Regions from separate parts of the Anser cygnoides genome. Here region 1 is linked to region 2. The links are chromatin contacts, called in public Hi-C maps. All regions are on one chromosome and are shown on one strand. The core of a region is the stretch at or near the end of the contact, and the rest is flanking DNA. Distances in the headings are between cores, read along the strand shown. Region 1 has its middle 25 kb from the start of TRIB1. Region 2 overlaps NSMCE2 (NSE2 (MMS21) homolog, SMC5-SMC6 complex SUMO ligase).

Evidence for each region. Hi-C and Micro-C count contacts between places; a contact is called where the count stands out from the background.
Region 1: a contact with region 2 is called in a Hi-C map of liver, with 4 times the contacts expected there. The contact joins two enhancer-like sites. A contact is called at or near these places in 2 of 7 Hi-C or Micro-C datasets (both in liver).

What each region holds. Positions count from the first base shown.
Region 1 is chr2:152,323,134-152,328,383 of Taihu_goose_T2T_genome, reverse strand. No RefSeq gene overlaps it. Among named protein-coding and RNA genes, the nearest start is that of TRIB1, 25 kb to the right of the region's middle. Within about 2 kb of position 2,118, at least 2 of the 3 cell types and tissues checked have open chromatin away from gene starts, as enhancers often do. A contact at or near this core is called in liver, where this site is marked.
Region 2 is chr2:152,258,321-152,263,898 of Taihu_goose_T2T_genome, reverse strand. All of the region lies in intron 5 of NSMCE2 (NSE2 (MMS21) homolog, SMC5-SMC6 complex SUMO ligase), which reads right to left. Among named protein-coding and RNA genes, the nearest start is that of TRIB1, 39 kb to the left of the region's middle. Within about 2 kb of position 3,883, at least 2 of the 3 cell types and tissues checked have open chromatin away from gene starts, as enhancers often do. A contact at or near this core is called in liver, where this site is marked.

The DNA.
Region 1 (5,250 bases), core at 869-3,368, 66 kb before region 2:
CCTATTTCCCCCTTCTGGGCTCTCCCCGGTTGGCCCATATCTTTACTGAAGTGCCCCAGACTCAATATAATACCACAGCCAATGCCTCACGAATGATAAGTGGAGCAGAAGGATGACTTCATCCATCTTTCAAGCTACATTCCTTTTACCAGAACCCAATACAATGTTTGCTTCTTTTGCAATCCAATGACACAGCTGATTCATGTTCAGCATGTGATCTACTATAACCCTACAGTCTTCTCAAAAGAGAACTGAAGGTTAAAAAATTGTTCCACGTCCAAAATTGGTCTTGTTACTCTATTTCTGCTCACTTGTAGCATTTTGCACCTGCACCACTAAACTCTTCCTTTTTCATCTCATTTCTGCAATTTGTCCCAAACATTTTGAATTCTGACCATGGCCTCCTGAGTATGTGCAGCTTTGTCATTACCCAAATCATTATAGAAGAGTATGACCCAGGGCAGACCCTTTCAGAACTCCACTGGCTACAGTTTTTCATATTGATAGTGATTAATTCATGGTTAAAATAATAGAATATTTTCTGAGGACAAGCTAGGAAACAAGCTAGCTACAACATCAGTAATTTATTCTAGAGCATATTTGCTTGTCATATGGGACTATGTTAAGACAAAAGTTGAGATGGAAACTCTCCCCATTCCCTAAACCTTTTACCCTACTATAAAACGAAAGATTGATTTTATGTGAGTTGCTTTTAACAACTCCATGTTGACTGCTGCTCATCTCTTGTGCTTGCAGGTGGTTTGTTTGATATTTCTTCCAGATTTTTTCCAGGATATGGAAAGTGGTCATGATTCCATCTCTTCCTTCTCCACACCTATAATCCTCATTTTAAACATTTATCTGATTTTAATGTTGCCGAAAGGATGGCTACTTCATGGGAGAGACTAGAGAGAAAAAAGATGTGTCAAAGATGCAGATGGATCAAAGCTTCAGATCGGAACCTCAGTACTGACCAGGTTTCTGAGACTCTTGTCCCAGCTCCAAGTCTCTGATGCATGAGTTATCCCTTCCTGTTTTGATTAGGACAGAGGGCATTGACCTACTAATGTATGGGTAAATTTGAATAACACCTTCAAAATGCCTACCTCTAAATGTCAGCACTTGGGGAATAATGTCTGACTAGCAGAAATTGATGGCTCCTGTGCCAAAACATGGAAAAACTAAGAATTTTAATATGCAGGTATCTTAGATTTCCAGTACTGGAGAGTAATTGGCTTCAGAATAATATATCTATATCCTGGCATTTTGTTATGAACTTTTCTCCTGATTACCGCTCTGCTTTTGCTTTTGCTTTTTTTTTTTTTTTTTTTGAGATAAACTGGTACGTTTTATCATGGGTGTCATTTATCAGATGTAATTTTAAAAGCAAATCGTGCATGCTCTTGCAGAGTACATGTACTTCCAGGCCAGACTGCCTTGAGCAGTCAAATCAAATCAAATCGCTCCAGGCTATGTGCTGTGAAGGATATAATCAGTCTCAGAAAAGGGCAAAATCTCCCACTAAACCTTTCCCCTCTCTCACCTTTCCCCTGACTGGCAGGTTTTCCCTCCAGTATTACACTTGCTGGCTCCCTGACAGGCTTTATTTTCCAGCAGCCTGACTGTCACCGGCCCCTGTTTTCCCAGAGATAACATTTCTGTACGTCAATGCCCACTATCTAGCTGTGTCACATTTAGCTTTAATCCTTTCTTAGACTTTTGTGTGAGGCCTTTGCAGTCGGTACCTGTTGCAATGGGGGTCTTGTAACATTTGCTTGCAAACTTAGTTAGGCAACCTGATAGTGTTTGATGGAAGTATCTTGAGTAAACAGCTTGTTATGTACATGGCCACTTGCTCAAGAGGTTGAACGTTGCATTACTCATTTACACATGGGATGTTTTGAAAATAAAACCCAAAACACTGCCTTCTTATCAGATAGTGTTTAACTCATTCATGTTTGCGAAGGATGATTCTGGAATTCCCTTTCTATAGTTCCTTTCCTCTTATGACTGTTTATAAAAGGTGACCGAGCTTATGACTACCTCAGGGAGGTAGCTGTAATTAATCAAAGCACAATTTAGGTATTTACATCCCGCCTATCTGACATCTCTCTCTAGTTTCAATTGAACGAGGCTTTCCTTTCCACTTCCTAGCCTAAATTGTTGCTCTGGAATGTTAAATATTTGCCTCAGATCACTCCAAAGCTGGCTGTACTTCAGCAGGAGATAAAGTGACCTCTGGGAACTATTTGTGACATTTTCAATAGGTTTTGAGACCCTACAAGGAGGGAGGAAAGGCTCTATATACAGAATAAGATTTTGTGCATGATAATCAGCATTATATTCATTTTGCAGACAGATAAACTGAATCAGAAAACCCTCAACCTTGTCTGCCCACTTAAGATAGAGCCAACTGCAACTGCAGAACACTTTCAAGAATTTGACACTAACACCATGGTTCCCAATAAAAGGGGTCAAAAGCCCAACTAGAGTGTCTGCAGCTACATGCAGGGTCATGAGTCTGACAGAAACGTACTGTAATCCAGGATTTATCCCAGTCCTGGGGCTATGCTGAATGACCAACACAGCAGGAAAGAGTTTGAGGAATGTGGTCTCCAAGTAATCAGACTGATGAAGGGAAAACATGCTAAATCACATCCAGTTCCATTTAAAATCTCCCTTGCTATTAACCTAATGTAGGTTAAAGAACATTAGGTAATTTAATAAGCTGAAGAAATACGAAAAAAAGTATTTTGCTTAGAGAAAGAAATCCTATTATGATTCTTAATGAAAAATGTAAGGTGGGTTTTTTTGCTTTGTTTTGTTGTGTTTTGTTTTAAGAGAGCTAATTAACGCTATCTAAATTATCACTTAAAATCACCTGCTTCCATGATCATAGTGCTGTGGACCAGGCCTCCAGCAGCCAGAACTGATGATGCTCCAATAGCTGCAGGCCTTCATTTTTGACCATTCGTGTTCTTTTTTCCTTCTGGACTCTCAAGGATTCCACTTTCTAGCTTGGCAGTTTTCTCTGAAGAAAAATGTTGAGCCTGTTTTCTTTACTTTCACATCCATTTGGCCAGCCACAATAAGCCACAAATTTCAAAAACTGCCATAAAGATAAAACAAACAAACAAAAAAACCCAACCCAAACCACCATGGAAATAGCCAAGTCAACTACTCCTATTGAATTCTACCAGCCTTACATAGACCCCTGGGGCTAGGTTTTCAAGTGCTTATTACACTCAATTACTGCTTCTGTTTTAAAAGAGGGTGCGTATTGGGTGCTGAGCACCCACCCTCTTTTAAAGATCTGGCTTTCAAAATTAATCCAAGCAACAATTGTGCAATCCTAATTACCTGCTTATACACACTTAACTAAGTGGTCCAACCAAAGGCTATGCCTATACAGTAAAATAAATGTGCTTGGGACCATTTCTGGCCCTGAGGCCAGCTGGCATGGAGCACCATGTCCGTACAGTTAAATTCCCTTGTCCATCAAAACAAGGTAGCCATATCCAACCTGCCCACTGTAAGCTGAACAAACTGTGTTGACTCCCAAACAACCATGCCTGGGAATTGTTTGGGAGCCTACTAGTTCACACTGGCCAGAACTGCACAATGGAACATTTTAAGTACTAAATAGCATGGATGATTGTGTATAGGGCCCAGGAATGCATGCTGCTTAGTATACTAATATGGACATAGTCTGAGAGTCAATTATGACCTGAAGTCTTTCTGTTAGATTGTATTTTTTTTTATTCAGAACAAAAATAAATGTCTCACTGTAAAACCAGTGAAACGTCTCTATGCCTCTCTATGGACCTTGTTCACTTTTGGCTCAGCAGCTAGAAAATATGTATTTATAGGCATGTTGTTAGTATTTACATTGCAGTATCGCCAAGGCATGCCAGTCAAGGACAGGCATCCCTTGCAAATGTAAAACAAGATGCGTCTGCTTCAAAGGGTTTGGGAGAAAAGCGTTCTAGCAACTCCAGCATCAACATCTACAGGACTGACTGCTTTGGCTGCTGCAGATAGATGGGAGCTCTCTCTGCCCATGCTAATCCCAGGATTGGACGTGTGGGAAGCGTGGTGTTGAGAGATTCATTCAGGCTGGCGGGGAGCCAGGTCGAGTCCAGATGCAGTCTAGACAAATCAGGCCGTAGCTGCCAAGAGTTGGGGCTTGGGAGCTCGTGGACAACATCATGTAAATACAGCCTGACTTCTCCAACCTGGAGCTAGCCAGATCTTTGCTGCACCTCGTTCCACGCCATGGAATTGCCCTCGCTCCATGCCGGTGTCCTCTGAGCATGCAGCCCCCAGCCAGCATGGCTGGGACATGTCCACGTTGGAGCAGCACAGGTATCTCTGTTTCGGAGTTTGCCAGAGCTCAACACAGGCTGCACAACCCACCCGTGGAGCTCCCCCAGCTATTTCTGTGCCATTGGAAGCCTTGTGGGTCTGACCACCACATGAAGATGTGTGTCTGGGAGAGCCCTTGGTTAATGCTGGCTGAATCAGTGACTGAAGAGCATTCAGCAGCACAAACTTAATTAATCTTGAAGCTGTCGGCATCAACCAGATTGAGTTGTCCTTGATCCACGAGTGAATCAGCATGATATTTTGCCATAGGCATCAGAATTATTTTTATATTGCAAAACGTATTTCATACAAAAAATAAGAGAGAGTCTTTGCCCTTTATGATGCCCTTTGAAAATTATTGAAATTTTTCTCAGTGATGAGAAAAAGCAGCACCAAGCAATCTGGAAAAATTACACAGCATGGTCATAGCAAAAAAAGAGCCTCCTGCTCCAGCATGCTCACCGCTCGACACTGCAGCCATAGCCACTGCTCATCTATTCATGGTCTCACAAGGTGCTTGTTACATCCCTTGCATTTATTCATAGGTTCTGCTCCTGCAAAACTTCTGATCTCAGCTGTGGAGCCACATCCACCTAAGCCCCCTCCTGTGTCTGTGGTGCTGTGACTGTCACCTCTGGGGCAGTTCGTCCCCCAGGCTCCCCTCGAGTCTCTGCATCCCACTGCTTTTTCACAAGGAAAAGATGTTTCATCTCTCCTGAGCTCAGCACCGAGCCTCTTGATGTCCTCCTCTACTGCCAAGGTGTTTTTGGGAGGTCTGAACCCAGATGAGGACTGCCAGCTCTGACCCCTTGGCACAGCTGCACTGTCATCTCCAAGGCTTCTGCTGCTGCTGTGTATCGTGTGCTTGGTAACATCAGCTGGTGA
Region 2 (5,578 bases), core at 2,634-5,133:
ATATATTTGTGGTTTCTCTATGCATTTAGAATTTACCCTTTTGACCTCGTGTTTAAGCAAATAAGCATCTTTATTCAAGATATTATCGAACTAAAAATCCTTTAAGTTTATTAGCCACAACCAAATATAATTCCATTCATATTTATTCATATCCATAGTTTTGACTTGAATAACAAAATATTTCATAACAGCAAGTGTGATTAAATACTTCCACCTTGAAGGGCTGGAATTGTGCAATACTGTTCTGAAACATCTTGCTAAAATACTCCTTGACACCACTTGTGCCTCTTCCTTCATTTTAAAAACATGCAATTAAAAAAGCATTCGTACAAATCTTCTTCCAAACAGTTTTAAGTGATCCTATATACTCGCTTAGAAAGACATCCACCCCAAGTAGCCAACATAAAGTCCCTTCTATATATGTTCCTTCCCAAACTATGATTTGTTTTACTGCCTATCTTATATTTCATATTACATTTTCCTAAGTGTTGGAATCCAAAGAAGGGGGTAGGAAATAGCGTATTATATCAAGAATATTCATTAACAGGATAACTACCCAAGGTATTTCATTTCTTTGTTTCTACGCATCATAAAACTCTAAGGCACCAAGAGAAATCTATTCTGTTGCTGCAAAGAGAACTACAAAGTCAATTAAGTTCTTCCTGTGAATTTAATGACTACTCATCTAAAACTCAGTGATGTAAAACATCAAATAAATCTTAATAGTTGTTGCACTGCATTCACGACATGGGAGTCTGCCAGTCCTCCGTTCCCGTTACCATCCAAGTATTTCACAATCATTTGAACAGATGAATGTGAAGAGCTATTGAACTTGGACAAGGCTATCATCTCTTAAGATAGCTTAAGATCTGTTTAATAGTTTCGCTCTTCTAAATACCTTAGACATAAATTCATCATAAGTTATTTCGTAACTACCTTCTCAGGGTTTGGTTGAGTTTTTTTGTTTTTTTTTTTGGTTTTTTTTTTTGTTTTTTTTTCATATTAAAAGCCTCTGTGTAAGCTTATATGTTTTTATTAAGTCAATAACTTGTCCACCAATTTGCCACGAAGTTATGAAAAGAGAGAAAGCTGAAGAATGTCTACTACAAATATTTTAAGTTTTTCCTCTTAAAAATCAAATGCACTTCACCTTTGAACTTGAAACAAAAATAATTTTTTGGTTTTGGTTTATAAATTTTGAAATGTATTACTTCTGTCTTCTGAAAGATCACAGTGGAGCATATTGGGAGTAACAACTCTACTTTTCTTACATATTTGAAAAGCTTCACTCTTTCCTGAAGCTAAGCTCTGGTGTGCATAACAAAACAGTCTTTCAAATACATATTTTCATACTTTAGAAAAACAAACAAACAAAAATCCCCGTGGGATGTCTGTGCTGCTGATAGCACAAGATTGTTGGAGACCAATGAATAGATCACTCTTTATCATTCTGTCATTATGACTCAGAGCGTGGTTCAACGTCTCATTCACTAGAGCCATCAAAACCAGAATTAAAGAAAGATCCATTTCCTCATAAGTTTTTCCATGACATTTAGCTGTATTCCTGAGGCTGAACCAACTGCTGGGGTGACCTTCAACAAACCACTTTCTCTTTCAGAATCTGAATTTCCTCATCTGAGGTGACTTTGTTGGTAACACACTTCAAGATATATTGATTAAAAACAATATATATATATATATACAGTAATAATCAAGTAAAAGGCAGTTATCACATGTTTATGTTGCAGAGGCTTCTAAAGTCATCAGCCACCCATCAGTCCTGACACAATGGTACCCATGATAATGACTATTGTTATTTTCGGTACATGAATATCAAAGAAGCTATTTCCTGTATCAATGCTGAGAAATACTAGATTAAAGCAAGGAAATTCAACTTCAAACAAAGATGGATACTAAAATCAGTAGATATCTTCAAGACCATTCATCATGTGCTATACTTTCTGAATGAAACTGCTGAGGAGGAACTAATTTTACCATTTTTTTTCCAGTTTCACAATTTTAAAGGAAACTCCAAAATAAACTATTTAATGGAGTTGTATGTAGTCAGAAGAAAAAAAAACATAAACAGTGGCAGTGAAAGAAAATAACCAAGTAATGGGCTGGTTGTCATCCTAAAAACCCCATCCAAACATGGAATCTCACAGTGAGAATAGTGATGGATGAAGGTTCAAGAGAGATTAGAAGAGCAGAAACTCTGCTGCAACCCAGGGAAGACTTTACAGATGCCCTCCATTACACTCCTACAGAAGATGATCTTTCTGCTTCAAAATAAAATCCCTAATTCTAATAGTTTCTGTACAGTAAAATAATAAAAGTGCTGCTAGACAAAGGGACTGCTGGATATTTACCATGTCAAAAAGAGCCCATATTTCAAAAGACTCAGAAAGGATGTGAAACCTCACTTCCAAGTACTTATGAAATAAAGTATGCTTAATGAAACTTCTGCTAAAAATGAGTAAATAGCACATGATCACATTTTGCTTCTCTATTTTAATAAAACCTCTTCAATCTAATGAGTTAACTTTAAAAGAAAATAATTTACGTTACTCTCAGTTCTGTCCTACAGCTCCTGACAGGGTGGTTTTGCTTGGTTAATTGAGATTTGGGTCTTCCATTCAACATCTTCCATCTTGTTTTAACAGTATTACTTTAATATAGGACTCAAAGTGTGTAATACTAATTACTTACAAAACCAAACAAGAACCTTTTTCATCACTCTGTTCTCCAACCATCACACAGTAAAAATAATAATTAAAAAACAACAACAACAAAACATGAGTAGAGGCCATCAATATTTCTCCCGAAGAGCACCCCAAGGCTCACATCAATCTTGTGGTAAAGCAATAATTTGGGACTCAGGAGATCTGGCCATTACCACAGTTTTGGGGATTTTGCTTTATAAAAATTAGGAACAATTAGGAATAGTACTGAATTTCTGCACCTAGACTATAATCTGTTCTCAGCAGGTGCTATTTCTTACTATGTGTATATGCGGTACCCACTCTAATGGTATACCAATCTTAAGTGAGATGAACAGAACACATTCGCCTATAAAAATCATAAATACATACATAAATATGAATAGTATAGCTATGGAAACAGATTGGTGGGTGGGGAGGAACTTGAAAATAAACACAATAGGAACAACAAAGCAATCACTCAAGAAAACCCCCAAACAATACTAGAAGTGTGCTTAGTAAGTTAGCAGACTCGAAAATACAGGTAGGTGAGATGAGTTTCTACAAAGTGAAATACAAATATGAACATGAACACTTCAGTAAACAGTGCTATTGACATTGCTCACAGAACTTCTACAGCACAAATGTTTGTCGTATTTGCAGGTTTCATAGGAGAAATCATGATATTGAATTATTTTCCCTTGTCTTCGATTTATAAGGTGGATCTTAGTTTTAAGAAATACGATGTTGTTTTCCTCTTTTTAACCCTCCAATAGTTTTCTTAACCCAGCGAACATCTATAACGTCAGTTAAAGGTTCATTTGTTTCCTCACTGATTTCCTGTAAAACTTGTGACTCAGCATGTCACCTGAACCTGCTGCTCTGTGGACTGAAAGGACATCGAACACTTTTGTAATCACGCTCCAGCTGCACGCTTGTCAGCAGTGTGGTAGCCATCACCGAATTGGAGGTGATCATTACCCTGTTACTAAATTCACCCCTGCATTTATGATTGCACACACACACACCTTGCTAACTGAGCCAGAACTATTTCTGTCATCTGTAATCACTGTTGACGAATATACCTTTTTCTCTATTCACTGCAGAATATTTTTTTTTCTCTCAATAGTTTTGATGTTAACAAGAGTCTTGAATAATTTCCTTGCAGCACTGTTCTCCACTAACTCTTTTTGGATGAGATCTGCTTTTAATAATGTGGATACCTTTACAGATGTGACCCCAAATCATTCATGTGTTAATTTTTGAGCATTTCTTGGAATTATTTATAAGTCTCCTTTTCCCACATATGTAATGAACACTTTCAATCTGAATATTTGGCTATTTAACATGGTAGACTGAGGTCTAAAGTCTTCTTGCCTTTAAAAACCTATCATGAGATTTCTTCCTATTCGATCTTTGAATTTTTTGGTAAAGGCTTTGCTTCTGGGTTTTCAGAATACCTTTTACTTTTATTCGAGGAGGTATTCCAAAAACACCTCTTTTATATTGAATTGCTTTAAGCTGCTGCATTTAAAATGAAGAGTTTTCCACTCTGCAGGTTTAAATAAAATCTACCTGAATGCTGCAGAGTACATCTCTATCTGAAATAAGGAGTAAGAGTAAATAGCACTCTCTAATTTGTTTCCTTGGCATGATTCATTATCTTATGGTCCTCTCTTCTTTCATTTCATTTCCAGTCTAGATTTCTACATACAAGAAAGTTTTTCTGTGTCTTTAATAATTTTTCCTGCCTCTCTCTAAATGTTACTTCAACTGTTTCCCTTTGAAGATAAGATCCCTGCAGATGAATACAGCATTCATGGAGAGGATGTATAATTTGTATATTATCTCTTAGGTTTCTCTGTTCATTTTTAACATGATCCTTTTCCTCTTGCTGTACTGTCAGAGGTCTGAATCTGGGGACACAGAAAAGAAAACACTCATTGTTTTGGGCCTTCCTCCTCCCTCAGTTTGTCAGTAACAAAATGAGGCGACATCTGCCTGGAGAGGGTTAGGCTGAAATTCTGCTTCTGAAGCATGTGGGAAGAAAAGCATGGGATTCAGAAGGCTTTCCAGAAGGAAGTTAGTCTGCTGCCGGGATCTCTTCGTGGGAAGGTCAGAACTCTCCTCCCTGGAGTTATTCCTCAGAATACAAGTGCAGGATGACAAAGCCTTCTGGCTGTAACACCCGTTTGACCTCATGAGCTGAGTCCTTGTTCTGACGTGTACTTTAGAGTCATAGAATCACAGAATCATTAAGGTTGGAAATGACCTTCAAGATCACCTGGTCCAACCATCCCCCTACCACCAGTGTCACCCACTGAACCATGTCCCTAAGCACCACGTCCAGCCTTTCCTTGAACACCCCCAGGGACGGTGACTCCACCACCTCCCTGGGCAACTCGTCCCAATGCCTGACTGCTCTTTCTGAGAAGAAATGTCTTCTCATTTCCAACCTGAACCTCACCAGGCGCAACTTGTGGCCATTTCCTCGAGTCGTATCATTAGTTACCTGAGAGAAGAGGCCGACCCCCTCCTCATCACAACCTCCCTTTAGGTAGCTGTAGAGTGCAGTGAGGTCTCCCCTGAGCCTCCTCTTCTCCAGACCAAACACCCCCAGCTCCCTCAGCCGCTCCTCACAGGACTTGTGCTCCAGGCCCTTCCCCAGCTTCGTAGCCCTGCTCTGGGCACGCTCCAGGGCCTCGATGTCCTTCTGGTACTGAGGGGCCCAAAGCTGAACACAGCACTCGAGGTATAGCAAACAAAAAATATCTTACAAGAAATGACTTATTTCACCCTTCTGAAACACATTGATTTGTGATACCAAATCCTGTGGGACTGGAGACTGCCGGTTGCCAAGCAGGAGCCCCCCGCTCACT